Regions from separate parts of the Pan troglodytes genome. Here region 2 is linked to region 1. A link is a contact called in public HiChIP or PLAC-seq data. All regions are on one chromosome and are shown on one strand. The core of a region is the stretch at or near the end of the contact, and the rest is flanking DNA. Distances in the headings are between cores, read along the strand shown. Region 1 holds the start of SPRYD4 (SPRY domain containing 4). Region 2 holds the start of ZC3H10 (zinc finger CCCH-type containing 10).

Region 1 (6,131 bases), core at 1,769-4,268:
CAACCATCTGGAGGTGGTCAAACTGCTTCAAGATTACCAGGACTCCTACACACTCTCTGAGACTCAGGCTGAGGCAGCAGCTGAGGCCCTGTCCAAAGAGAACTTAGAAAGCATGGTATGAGCACAGGTCATGGACAGCCCCTGCTCAAGAAAAAGCATGAGCTGGCCACACATGTAATCCATAACCACCAAAAATACTATGGAGAGCTACACTGCTTCAGTGGGGACCAAGCAGTCATTTGGTGACTTAGGCTAGTGCTTTCTATGGGAGTCAAAATACCCCATTCCCTCAGCAGACAGAGTACAGAGAAGGGCCTCAGAGGACACCTGCAGTAGAGCTATCCAGAGAGAATGGGCTTCAAGGTACAGCCTAATGGCTTGCCCCACTCAAAACCATCCCAGCTCTTCACCCAGGTCTCCTCTTCCTCTCCCTGAAGAAACCATCATGAGAGAGATACTCTGGTGGAGGGACTCTAGCTACCATGCACATGTACATATCCACAGAATATGGGAAGTGGGAATGGCTATATACATGGCTTTAGTAGTCTGGAGAAATCTACTCCCCTTGGCCAGGACATGCTGCTGCTACTGCTAACAGCCAATTTTATAGACAGAGAAAGTATTTTGTGTTCAAATAAACTTTAATTACCAAATCATTTTTGCTAAACCCAGTCCTTCTTTCTTCCCTAGGGGTATCTAGCTTCATCACCATCATAGAAGGTAGAAAAAGATGGAATCACAGGGTCAAAGCACAGCTTCTCTACCTACCCTACCAAACAGTACATATTCACTTACCCCACCAGGTTTTTCTCAACTCCAAATACTGCTTTAGGTTAAGTGTATTCTGCTGCCAAGGGAAGCGTAGGTTTGAGTCTAAACAGGCTCTGAAACAGATTGTGCAAAACCTCAGGCCTCCTTCCTTCCTCGGGAAGTTCCAACTGTGGCAGAAATGAAGATGGAATTTCTCAAGAATAAACAGTTTTGGCCGGGTGTGGTGGCTCACGCCTGAAATCCCAGCACTTTGGGAGGCGAAGGTGGGCTGATCACATGAGGCCAGGAGTTCGAGACCAGCCTGGCCAATATGGTGAAACCCCATCTCTACTAAAAATATAAAAATTAGACGGGCATGGTGGCACACACCTGTAATCCCAGCTACTCAGGAGGCTGAGGCACAAGAGTCGCTTGAACCCAAAAGGCAGAGTTTGCAGTGAGCCAAGATCATGCCACTGCACTCCAGCCTGGGTGACAGAGTGAGACTCTGTCTCAAAAAATAAATAAATAGTTTCTAGCACTCATCCCCTAGATATCGCCCAAGTGTCTCTCTTCCCCTTTGGTCAAGGTTATAACTGGGATAATGATTATGACAGACTGGCTGGGTGTCAGAGGTACAGATTTAAGGTAGATGGACTCAGGGTAAGGATAGCTACAGCTGTGTGGGGCTGAAGGTCTGTGGCACTGAGCTACTGGGGAAGGAGGGCTCTGTTTTCATTTTGACACACTGAGTTAATAAAGCACTTACTGAGGGAGCCAGAGCCCAAACTCTAAATGTGCTGTAGAAAAAGGGCCAAGTCATTGACTGCACCACTCCTTCAGCCAGAGGTAGAAAGGATTTACTCTTCAGCGATCTGGTAGAGCCCCAAGAACAAGTTACATGTGGACAAAGGGAGGGAGAGGTATCATGGTGATTAATAAATTCAAACAAAGCTGAATGATAAGACCCCAGGATGGAATACAGTCTGAGAAAGGCCTGGGCAAAGGGAGGCAGAGAGACTGAAGGAAGCAGGTCAGGGAAGATACACCCATGGTAGCCTAGGAAATTGGCAGTAGTTGGTGGGTGGGGAAAAGGAGGGTTTGGCTGTATGCCTAGCTTTCACAAGGTAGGGGATGAGGAAGATGATTATGATATTGCACAGAGGATCCAACACTGAATTGTGGGAGCTAGAGGTTGCTTGAGGCAAAGTAAAAAGGCTTCAGACACTTTCAAAAGGAGGCTGGCCAAAGGCGTGATTAGGGACTCCAGTAATGGACATACTAGAGGCCCTCGGGCACCTCAAGCCCTGAATGGGTCAGCAGCTCCCCATCCCAGAGAGCAAAGGCAGGCACCACTGGACCCCGGAAATCTGTCTGTAGCGTGTGAACCACAGAGACCTGGCTCACATCCACCAGGCTCAGCTTCTGGGCCTCATACTCCAGCAACAGCCCCACCTTCTCTGGCTGCCCAATACCCTCAACTGGGGCTTTCTCGTTGGCCAACATGGTGTACCACTTGCGCTGGGCATAGGTGAACACCCAGGAACGATCATCAACACCAATGCAGCTATCCCGGGACATGTCCACATCTGCCACTCCTATCCGGAACTGCTGGGAGCGCTTCACTGTCACTTCCCAGTAGTGTCTGCCACTGGTGACCGCTGTGTCTGCCAGCACCACTGCCCACTCCCGGAAGCGCTCCACATTCAAGGCCACCTTGGTGGGCTCCAATCCCACCAAGCCATATTTGACACCCGTATCATCTCTGAAGAGTGCCAGGCTGCTGTGGGCGGTTTTTTCTTCCAGTTTGAAACTGACGCCTGCGGGCAGAGCAAAAAGACGGGATAATAACAGGGGCTAGAACCCTAGGGCTGGTGATATATTCAGATCTGAGGCAGGCAGCCATGATACACGAGCAACTAGGGAAGAGTCAGAATGCCAAGCGGGCAAGAGAGTCGCGAGGTCGCTTTACTACGGATAGCTCACGGAGCTGAAAAACTCGGAATTTAAAGAAACCAAATGGTATCACAGGTTTGGAATCTCGAGACCAAGGCAGGTAAGGAAGGAAAAGACCCGAGAGGGTTGGAGTTGCTTCTCGGAGTGGGGTCTGGGAATAATAGACGGCAGCCATTCTGGAGGTAAAAGAGTAAAAACAGATAATCCTACCTCTCTGGGCCTCTGTGGAGGCAACTCCCAATCGTTTGGCTCCCCAGCGGCACAAGCGCAAAGAACGTGCAAAAAGCAGCGCCATCTTGCGCCTTGGATGAACCGGGCACGCCTCCCGCTTACAAACACAGCCATCTGCCCGCCCGCTCCCCTAGCACGTGGTGCGCGAGGGGCGGCCGCGCAGTGTTATGACGTAGAGCGACGCCCGGGGGCGGGCGGCCGCCAAGGTAGTGGTTTCTGTTCTGTTTCTACCCGCGGTTAATGCTGCTTATTCAGTTTTTCTGCGTAGACGAACGCTGCTCACATTTGAACTACGTAAAACTTTTAGAGATATAGTGTAGCCAGATGCTTAGAAGTATAGATTTTAAAATTAGACAGTACTGTAATTAGCTTTGATCCCGGCTTCACTGTGTGAGTTTGGGCAACTCACTCCACTTTTCTGAGCCTTAGTGTTCTAATTTATAAAATAGAAATTATATACAGACCTTAGTAATAATTAAGTGAGAATAATCTAGGCCGGGTGCGGTGGCTCACGCCTGTAATCTCAGCACTTTGGGAGGCCGAGGCAGGCGGATCACGAGGTCAGGAGATCAAGACCATCCTGGCCAATATGGTGAAACCCCGCCTCTACCAAAAGTACAAAAATTAGCCGGGCGTGGTGGCGCGCGCCTGTAATCCCAGCTACCCGGGAGGCTGAGGCAGGAGAATCGCTTGAACCAGGGAGTGGGAGGTTGCAGTGAGCCGAGATTCTGCCACTGCACTCCAGCCTGGTGACAGAGCAAGACTCCATCTCAAAAAATAATAATAATAATAATTAATCTAGATATATATTGGCAAATAGCAACCATTGGGTAATTCACAGTTGTTTATAATTAATAGTAAATACATAAATACTGTTAATGTTGGTTTTGTATGTTCAAGGCTAGGAACGGATGGTTTAACTCAGCATTCAGTTTTCTGAACTTAACCAAGAGTAGCAATATTTTGGTTCAGGGTATGAGGTAGGAGATTATGGACAGCCTATATTGAACATTTCGATCTGCATTCCATTTTATTTTATTTTTTGAGACAGGGTCTCATTCTGTCACCCAGGCTGCATGCAGCACAGTGGCGCAAACACAGCTCACTGCAACCTTCATCTCCGAGGCACAAGCGATCTTCCTGCTTCAGCCTCCCATGTAGCTGGGACCACATGTGCACGCACCATGCCCCGTTAACTTTTTTGTAGAAACGGGGGTTTCACTTTGTTGACCAAGTTGTTCTCGAATTCTCGGGCTCAAGCCATCCTCCCTCCCACCTTTGCCTCCCAAAGTGCTGTGATTACAGGTGTTAGCCACTATGCCAGGCCTACATGTTTTGAATCAGTCCACTTCTCAAGGTTCTGCTGGCCAGTGCAATAGCAACATACATCCCACCTCCATCCTCCTACCCCTCAAAAAAGGATTTTAGATATATATTTTTAAAATGTATATTCTGAGACGGAGTGTCACTCTATCACCCAGGCTGGAGTGCAGTGGTTTGATCTTGGCTAACTGCAGCCTCTGCCTCTGGAGTTCAAGCAATTTTCCTGTCTCAGCCTCCTGAGTAGCTGGAATTACAGGTGCCCACCAACCACACCTGGCTAATTTTTATTTGAGACTGAGTCTCACTCTGTTGCCCAGGCTGGAGTGCAGTGGCGCAACCTTGGCTCACTGTAACCTCCGCCTCCCGGGTTCAAGCAATTCTCTTGTCTCAGCTTCCTGAGTAGCTGGGACTATAGGCGCATGCCGCTAATTTTTGTATTTTTAGTAGAGACGGGTTTCACCATATTGGTCAGGCTGGTCTCAAACTCCTGACCTCAGGTGATCCACCCATCTCAGCCTCCCAAAGTGCCGGGATTACAGACGTGAGCCACTGCACCTGGCCTAATTTTTGTATTTTTAGTAGAGACAGGGTTTCACCATGTTGGCCAGGCTGGTCTCGAACTCCTGACCTCAAGTGATCCACCCACCTTAGCTTCCCAAAGTGCTGGGATTACAGGTGTGAGCCACCACACCTGGCTTCTGGCCTAGATATTTAAAAGCCTAAATAACTAACCAAAAATTCTTCCTCCTCTCCCAGAGTGGTAACTGCCTTGAATGGTGCACATGGCCCTAGTTCAGGCCACTGTCATCCTTGGCCTTAAGGCTTTCTCATTTCTTTTATTTATTTATTTTATTTTATTATTTTTTTATTGAGACTGAGTCTCACTCTGTCACCCAGGCTGGAGTGCAGTGGCACAGTCTCGGCTCACTGCAACCTCCACTGCCCAGGTTCAAGCAATTCTCCTGCCTCAGCCTCCTAAGTAGTTGGGACTACAGGCGCCCACCACCACGCCCTGCTAATTTTTGTACTTTTAGTAGAGACAGGGTTTTGCCATGTTGGCCAGGCTTGTCTCAAACTCCTGACCTCAGGTGATCTGCCCGCCTCTGCTTCCCAAAGTTCTGGGATTACAGGCATGAGCCACCGCGCCTGGCCAAGGCTTTCTCATTTCAATGTAGAAATGTGAGTAGTTTCTAAGCTGATCTGCCAGCTTCTATCTGTCTGCTTCTAATTCAATGTCGGCATTACAGTCAGACATGCAACCTCCCTGCTTAAATCTGTTAATGTGCCTGCCTCAAATTCCCTTACATGGTCACAAGGCTTTACATGATATGACTACTGCCTACCTTCTTTGTTCATTTTCACAAAACATGATTTCTTCAAGAGTTCACAGGGCCATTGCAGTATAATTCACTAGGTGCCATGACTGAAGTCATACAGGATGCTCAGGAAACAAAGGAGAAACCTCTGATTTAGTATATTTGAGAGTGGTGGGAAGAGACTTCCCAAAAGCCATACCTATGGCTTGAAAAGCAGAAATGGTTAAGCAAGTGAGGGAATCTCATGAATTGCAACCCATATTCAGCCAGTTGCCCAGAAACCATGGAGTCCTTGGCTTGTCTGTCTCCTCTCACATATCTGATTGTCACTGAATCCCTATCACATTCCCCCTACTCCTACCAGCCCCCACCGTCAACTGCATCAGCCGTCTAACTTGTCTCCATTCTCCCCAGTGCTGCTGAGTGAAACCTATATCACCCATTAGGTTGTGAATTCTTTTTTTTTTTTTGAGACAGAGTCTCACTGTGTTGCCCAGGCTCAAGTGCCGTGGTGTGATCTTGGCTCACTGCAACCTCCGCCTCCCAGGTTCAAGC
Region 2 (6,131 bases), core at 1,551-4,050, 350 kb after region 1:
ATGGATGAAACGGCAATTTGGGCGGCTACACTCCTTGTTCTGGAAGTCATGGCAGAAGATGAACTCGTTTTTGCTCACCCCCAAGTTGGACACCTCGCTCATGTCTGGGTGGCGATATCGGCAACGCTTGCCTCGCTTGCACACATTCCTCAAGAAGTCTCTACAGATGGCATCTGAGCTGGCCCCGCCACTGCCTGCCCCTGCCCCACTGGCCTCCTCGCTGCCACCACCTCCAGGGCCTCCACCGCTGCTCCCGGTACCGTTGGCATAGCTGTCCCGGTCAGGCATCCTGGTCCCGCCCAACTCAGGGTTTTCTTTATCTTGCCACTCTTGGTGACCACTACAAAAGAGGAGAACTGTATCAAACAGGAGTCCTCCAGGGAGATCCCACTCTTCCTGACTATAAAGCAGGTGGCCCAGAGGGGCAATGGCTTTAGAGATGGAGAATCTAAGGGATAAGAATTCTGGCTGAAATGTCTGACTCATCAAAAGCCCCTCCCAGGGTTTTGTGCACCTGGTCTGGGTCAGAATGATTCACACTTGCCTGGCTAACGGAGGAGGGATAGGCCCAGGACGGAGCAGGGAAAAAATAGTGTTGGATTTCATCTTTCCTTTTGAGCTGACCTTATTAAAGTTGTGGAAGTGAAATTAAAACTGCAGTCAGTATCTGAATAGTCTGGAAGGAAACTGGGAATAGTGCCCAAGATGGGCTACTGAGCTACTAGGGCTGTAGAAGATGGGACACTGGTAACAAAACTTCCTTAACCCCCTTTCCTTTTCCTCAGGTAAGGGCTCTGTACACATCAAATCTCTAGAAACCAAGAAATCCTGGGTGAAGAGACTGGTGTCACCAGCTTGAGGGGAGTCTCAAAACCTGTCATATTTTAGTATTCCCTCCCAGCCATCATCACTGTCAACGGCAGAGAGGTCAGCCCCTTCTGTTTCAGGATAGGAGTTCTAAGTTAGAGTCTCCACTTCTAGATTTCCCAGGACAAACCATTTGTGATAAGGTCAAGTGGGAAGGAGTTAATTTCACAGGAACAAGTGACCTTTCCCCATTCCCCACCCCCTTCCTACTCCCCTATGTGAAGATCCCACTGACATCCAACCACACCATTCCTCAACCCATAAAGATCCTCTTTATTTATAGACTCCATAAAAGCTTTTAAAGTCTCCTATTTCCCAAGAGAGCTTTGGAATGTCAGTCCACTGCCCTGGTTCTAGCCCTCCCCTCTCTCCACCCCCAGTAAGACCTGGAGTCCCTGCTACCACGTGTCTGACCTCCCAAGCCTTTCCTATGCGGTGTTCAGGCTCCCCCTGCTGCTGAAATAGGAAAACTTCATATTGTTCCCTTTGAGAATAAGGGAATCTTTCCTAACTCCTTTGGCCTTGACCTACCCCCACCCCACTACTGTGACTTTGCCTTCAGATCTCCCTAAAATGAACTAACCAAACCAGAGGCCAGAGTTACAAGAGAATCTGTAAGAGGGTCCTCCTCCTCTAAAGAGAGGTAGTCCCAGAATAATAGAAGCAATCAAGGAAAGAAGTGGTAAAAGAAGATACAAACTTTTAGTAAAGGGGAATGACCAGGTGAAGTACAAATGCCATCTATCCAAGCCTGGCTGACGTTGCAAGTCGCACCAGCAGCAGATAATTAGTTATGATGCTCCTCCCCACCCAACTCTCCCAGAATTGATACCTGAGGTAGCTCAGGTGAAGTCCGGGGCTCCTGTGGGTCTCCACCTCCACATCACTGCTGGGTTCTGAGCAGGAAAAAAACAGAGACTTGGGTGGAAGAAGGAGTAAGAGTGGAGGACTATGGGGTGGTTGTCACAAGAAATCTGACAAAACGGCAAAGCTTCGGGAACGTGAGGATTTCCTCAGGGTTCAAACTGAACTTCACCTGTCCAAGGGAGAAGTTGCCAGTAAGAAGAGTAAGAGATAAAACTAATTCGGAGGGACTGGGAGGATGGGTTGGAAAACCAGCCCTGAGTGAACAAAGAGTGCGGGGCGCCCTGCCTCAAGATGAAAGAGGATGTGAGGGTCAGAGCACGGCCAAGGGCTGGAGTTAGTAATGGCTAGTGAGGAACCTTAAAAAGGCAGCGTCTGACAGTGCATTGGGATGGCCGATTAGACTTGAAGGCAGTGATTGTGACGCTTCCCAACACCCTAGAGTTTGCGAAAGAAGTCCTAGGAGTTTTCCCGCAGCAAGTCTTCTAGCTTGGCAGGTTCCGTGCAGTGCCGCCGGCGCTCAGCCGTGGGCTACGTGAATGGGACACTAAGGGCGCGCGAAGTGAAGCGGGGAGCTGGAGCTCCAGGTGTCATCAAGCTGAGGGGATGGGCAGGGTTGTGACGTCACGAAGCTGGCGTTTGCTCGCGATGCGGGGTCACTCAGAAAAGGGGCACTGCCCTGGGGTGTGAGGACGAGCCAGCTCGGTTCTGGGGGGCCTTCTGTGGCCTGGCCGAGCCCAGCCGCTGGGCCGGCCCCGACTCCTCCCCTCCGGGCGCGGCCTCCACCTAAGTCTCCCGCCTCCCTCACCTGCCGCCGCCGCCGTAGTTGCTGCTGCCGCCTGCCGGTCCTCTAGCTTCGACAAAGAGCCGCCTACCCGATCGCTCTTCCGCTTCCTGCGGAAGAAGCGACGCTCTAGCCACCAGACCCGGAACCATACTCTATGGTGTATGAAGTACGCGTGCGACATGCCGCAGGACGTTCCCAGCACGCTTTGCGTGTCACCATGGCAACCCAACCCAAAGGCACGACATGGTCTACTAAGCGGTAGTCGCCAGGGCAGCCCTCCTGGAAAGGGGCGGTACCAGCATTGGCCCCTAATAACCAGCGAAACCTAAAACCTGCCTCCAGAGACGTACCATATCCCATCCAACTCCAGCGAGATGCAAACCACACCACATAACCCGGGCTGTTGCCTTTATAGCTTTGATACCCTCCATAGCACAGGTAGTGACAGGCCAAACTCTAATGACAGAAAACCCCCACCCGATGGAACCATAAAAAACATAATAGACAAGATGATTTAATTCTTCAGCTAAAACAGCGGAAGAGGTGATTTATTATATGGTTGTTACACTCGGCCACAAATAAACACAGAAATAGTCCAGAATGTCACAGGTCCAGGGCAGAGGACCAACATGGGCATTTTGTTTATGAGCAAGGTGGGTCTCAGAGGTGATCGGCGATCAGAGGGCGATGAAGTTCTAGATCCATTGAGACAAGCTCTAGACAGTAGCATGCAGTCCCACAACTTGTACCAGCATCCCCAGCGTCTGGCATTCCATGTTTCTGCTCCTGTGGCCACCACGGTGCAACAAGCTAGCGGTTTACTTGGACCTCTGCCTCATCTTTCTTCTTTTGCGCTTCAGCCTGAAAAGCAGACACAGGAATAGAATACACCTCAAACCAGAGTTGTCTTTCCCTCCCACATTAAATCAAACGTCCACATAAAGAATGAGGTGGTAAAATGAACAAGCACTACGGTTCTATCGTTCTCTGTTCTGTTAAATTCTTGGCTCTAGGGAGAGAACACTCAAACGTTTTTCTCCTAAAGACCTTTTAAGATTTCCAAACCAAATGTTTCTCCTAAGTTTTGTCCAAGGAACTTCCCTACTCCTGGGCTGGCAAAGTCTCAACGTACCTGCGCATTCGCTTCTTCCTCCACTAGCAACCGATCACAAGCAGCAGATAATTAAAATAAAAAAAAAAAAAAAGGGATGAAGCTTATTAGTAGGCTTAGCAAGGATATGAAATGCACTCTTTAGAAACGGACAGATTCTTAACCAAGAAGTATGAAAGATTGGTCGTAACAACTACATCAGTAACTTGGACACCCTCCCAACATAAGATCAGAATTCCACCCTTTTCTAATCCCACCCTCTCTACCCATAGCACTTAACCGCTAGCTCTCTCACAAACTACCTTCTCTCTCCCACCAGCTCTTGGGCACCCTCGAAACCCAGTAGTTCAGGAGGTATGGCGGACTTGCCTTCGTCTCCCCGCTACTACTCGCCAACTCCTACCTCCCAAGCTTACTACCAGGAACCGCTCACCTTGGCTCTCATGGCGCAGAGGTTTCTACAGGGAAAGAGAGAAAGGCTACAGTTAGTTTGCTGTGATGATGCTAAGTGCCGAGGTCAGATGTCTATGGATTGTACACGGAATCCCAACGCAGGAACCAAAAACACTCACCCAAAAAAATGGCGCTAAGGCCGAGAGAAAGCCGAGGTTCCGTCTACGGCTATTTAGTGGAGCGCCGGGTGTCGTCACTTCCGCTTTCACGCCCTTTGCCCCCCCCAAGGGCGGGGCTACCCAATGGGCGTAACAATGGTTTTCGGACCCTCTTGCAGAGGAGTAGGTTGAGTTAGTTCTTTCGGAAGACCGAGTATTTGGTTTTCGAGTTACCAGTTCCCCCCCAGATTTAGTATGAGGACGCTGTGTTATTTAAACGTCAGCACCTATTTCCAATATTGGACCTAGAGGTGCAGACGGGGAAAAAATTGTGACCGCCACCTTCCCTCGCATTGCTTCTTGGGAGTTGCAGTTCCCTGGAGAAGTCCTCCATTTTGCTATGGATAGGCGCGGACTGTACAGAAATTCTTGTTTTACTGGTTTGCCTTCTTTTCTTTTTCTTTCTTTCTTTCTTTCTTTCTTTCTTTCTTTCTTTTTTTCTTTTTTGAGACAGGATCTCACTGTGTCACCCAGGCTGGAGTGCAGTGACGCGATCTCGGCTCACCGCAATTTCCGCTTCCTGAGTACAAGCGATTCTCCCGCCTCAGCTTCCCGAGCAGCTGGGACAACAGGCGCGCGCCACTTGGCTAATTTTTGTATTTTTAGTAGAGACGAGGTTTCGCTGTGTTGCCCAGGCTGGTCTCGAACTCCTGAGCTCAAGCGATCCGCCCGCCTCGGCCTCTCAAAGTGCTGGGATTACAAGCATGAACCACCGCGCCCAGCCGGTTTGCCTTATTTTCTAAAATAAATTGCTGCAGGGTGATTCGATTGCGGAACCATCGAAGGTCCTAAGATTTCAGAACATAGGAAGATATAAAGTGGGGATTCGGGAAAGCTGCCATACTTCAAAAAATATTCTCTCACTGTTTAAGATAGAGCAATTATTTTTCCTAAATTTCAAGAATAAAATAGCTGATTATGGTCTTTCCCCACGATGCCTGAAGCAAAATATCACTAGAGATTCCTGGCTACAATGCATCATTTGTTCAGAAAATACGTCAGCGGGCTGGGCACGGTGGCTCATGCCTGTAATCCCAGCACTTTGGGAGGCTGAGGTGGGGGAATCTCGAGCCCAGGAAGTCGAGGCTCTTGTGACCTATGCAGTGATTCTCTAGGGGTGAAGAGCGAACCAACGGACATAGGGAGAAAATTACCTAAATCTAGGGAAAGTATGACATTTGGTGTTAAGATAAAGAACTTCCCAGTTTGATTGTATGCTCAGGTGAGAAGCACTGGAAAACAACCAGATCCCCTAAGATTTGGCTACAGGAAACTTTTGAGTTAATGGGGGATGAAAAAGAACCCTTTCCCTATAGAGACTTCATCTTACAGTTTAAAATACTGTAACATTTTGTATGTGATTGTTACAATCCCTCTTTTTTTGTGGTTTCCCTTTATTATATTCCAGGATAGCATTTCACTTTCAATCCCTGAAAAACGTTTTTAAAATTAGGTTCCACTTTCAATCCCTGAAAAACGTTTTTAAAATTAGGTTCCACTTTCAATCCCTGAAAAACGTTTTTAAAATTAGGTTCCACTTTCAATCCCTGAAAAACGTTTTTAAAATTAGGTTCCTTCTAAGTAGTTGTAGTATTGTCACCACCCAAATATATATGACAATTTTTTTGAAACAAAAAAAATCCTAGCAGAATTATTTTGTATCAATTCCACCAAGATTTCAACTGATGATTGCCAACTAGTTTATAAGCTCTTTGAGGGAAATTTTGTTTGCTTGTTTTTGATACGGAATGGAATCTCACTCTTGTCACCCAGGCTGGAGTGCAGTGGCGCGATCTTGGCTCACTGCAACCTCCGCCTCCTGGGTTCAAGCGATTCTCCTGCCTCAGCCTCCCAAGTAGCTGGGATTACAGGCGCCCGCCACTAAGCCTGG

The links. HiChIP or PLAC-seq counts read pairs in DNA pulled down with a chosen protein or histone mark.
Region 2: a contact with region 1 is called in an H3K4me3 HiChIP or PLAC-seq map of stem cell-derived excitatory neurons, with 2.4 times the contacts expected there. The contact joins the promoter of ZC3H10 here to the promoter of SPRYD4 in region 1. A contact is called at or near these places in 1 of 7 Hi-C or Micro-C datasets (stem cell-derived neural progenitor cells) and 1 of 1 datasets of contacts at active chromatin or transcription factors (stem cell-derived excitatory neurons).

Annotation. Positions count from the first base shown.
Region 1 is chr10:39,542,713-39,548,843 of NHGRI_mPanTro3-v2.0_pri, forward strand. SPRYD4 (SPRY domain containing 4) reads right to left here and starts at 3,019. Exons shown (of 2, transcript XM_001168831.6): 1 at 2,917-3,019; 2 at 623-2,570. The coding sequence starts at 3,001. The coding sequence ends at 2,032. It overlaps MIP (major intrinsic protein of lens fiber), which reads left to right and starts at 3,014. Exons shown (of 5, transcript XM_063786546.1): 1 at 3,014-3,143. The coding sequence starts at 3,014. GLS2 (glutaminase 2) reads left to right here. Exons shown (of 18, transcript XM_509148.9): 18 at 1-656. The coding sequence ends at 121.
Region 2 is chr10:39,894,099-39,900,229 of NHGRI_mPanTro3-v2.0_pri, forward strand. ZC3H10 (zinc finger CCCH-type containing 10) reads right to left here and starts at 2,801. Exons shown (of 3, transcript XM_509133.9): 1 at 2,540-2,801; 2 at 1,700-1,763; 3 at 1-340. The coding sequence starts at 2,699. RPL41 (ribosomal protein L41) reads right to left here and starts at 4,743. Exons shown (of 4, transcript XM_063786577.1): 1 at 4,202-4,743; 2 at 4,063-4,087; 3 at 3,651-3,673; 4 at 3,029-3,379. The coding sequence starts at 4,074. The coding sequence ends at 3,337.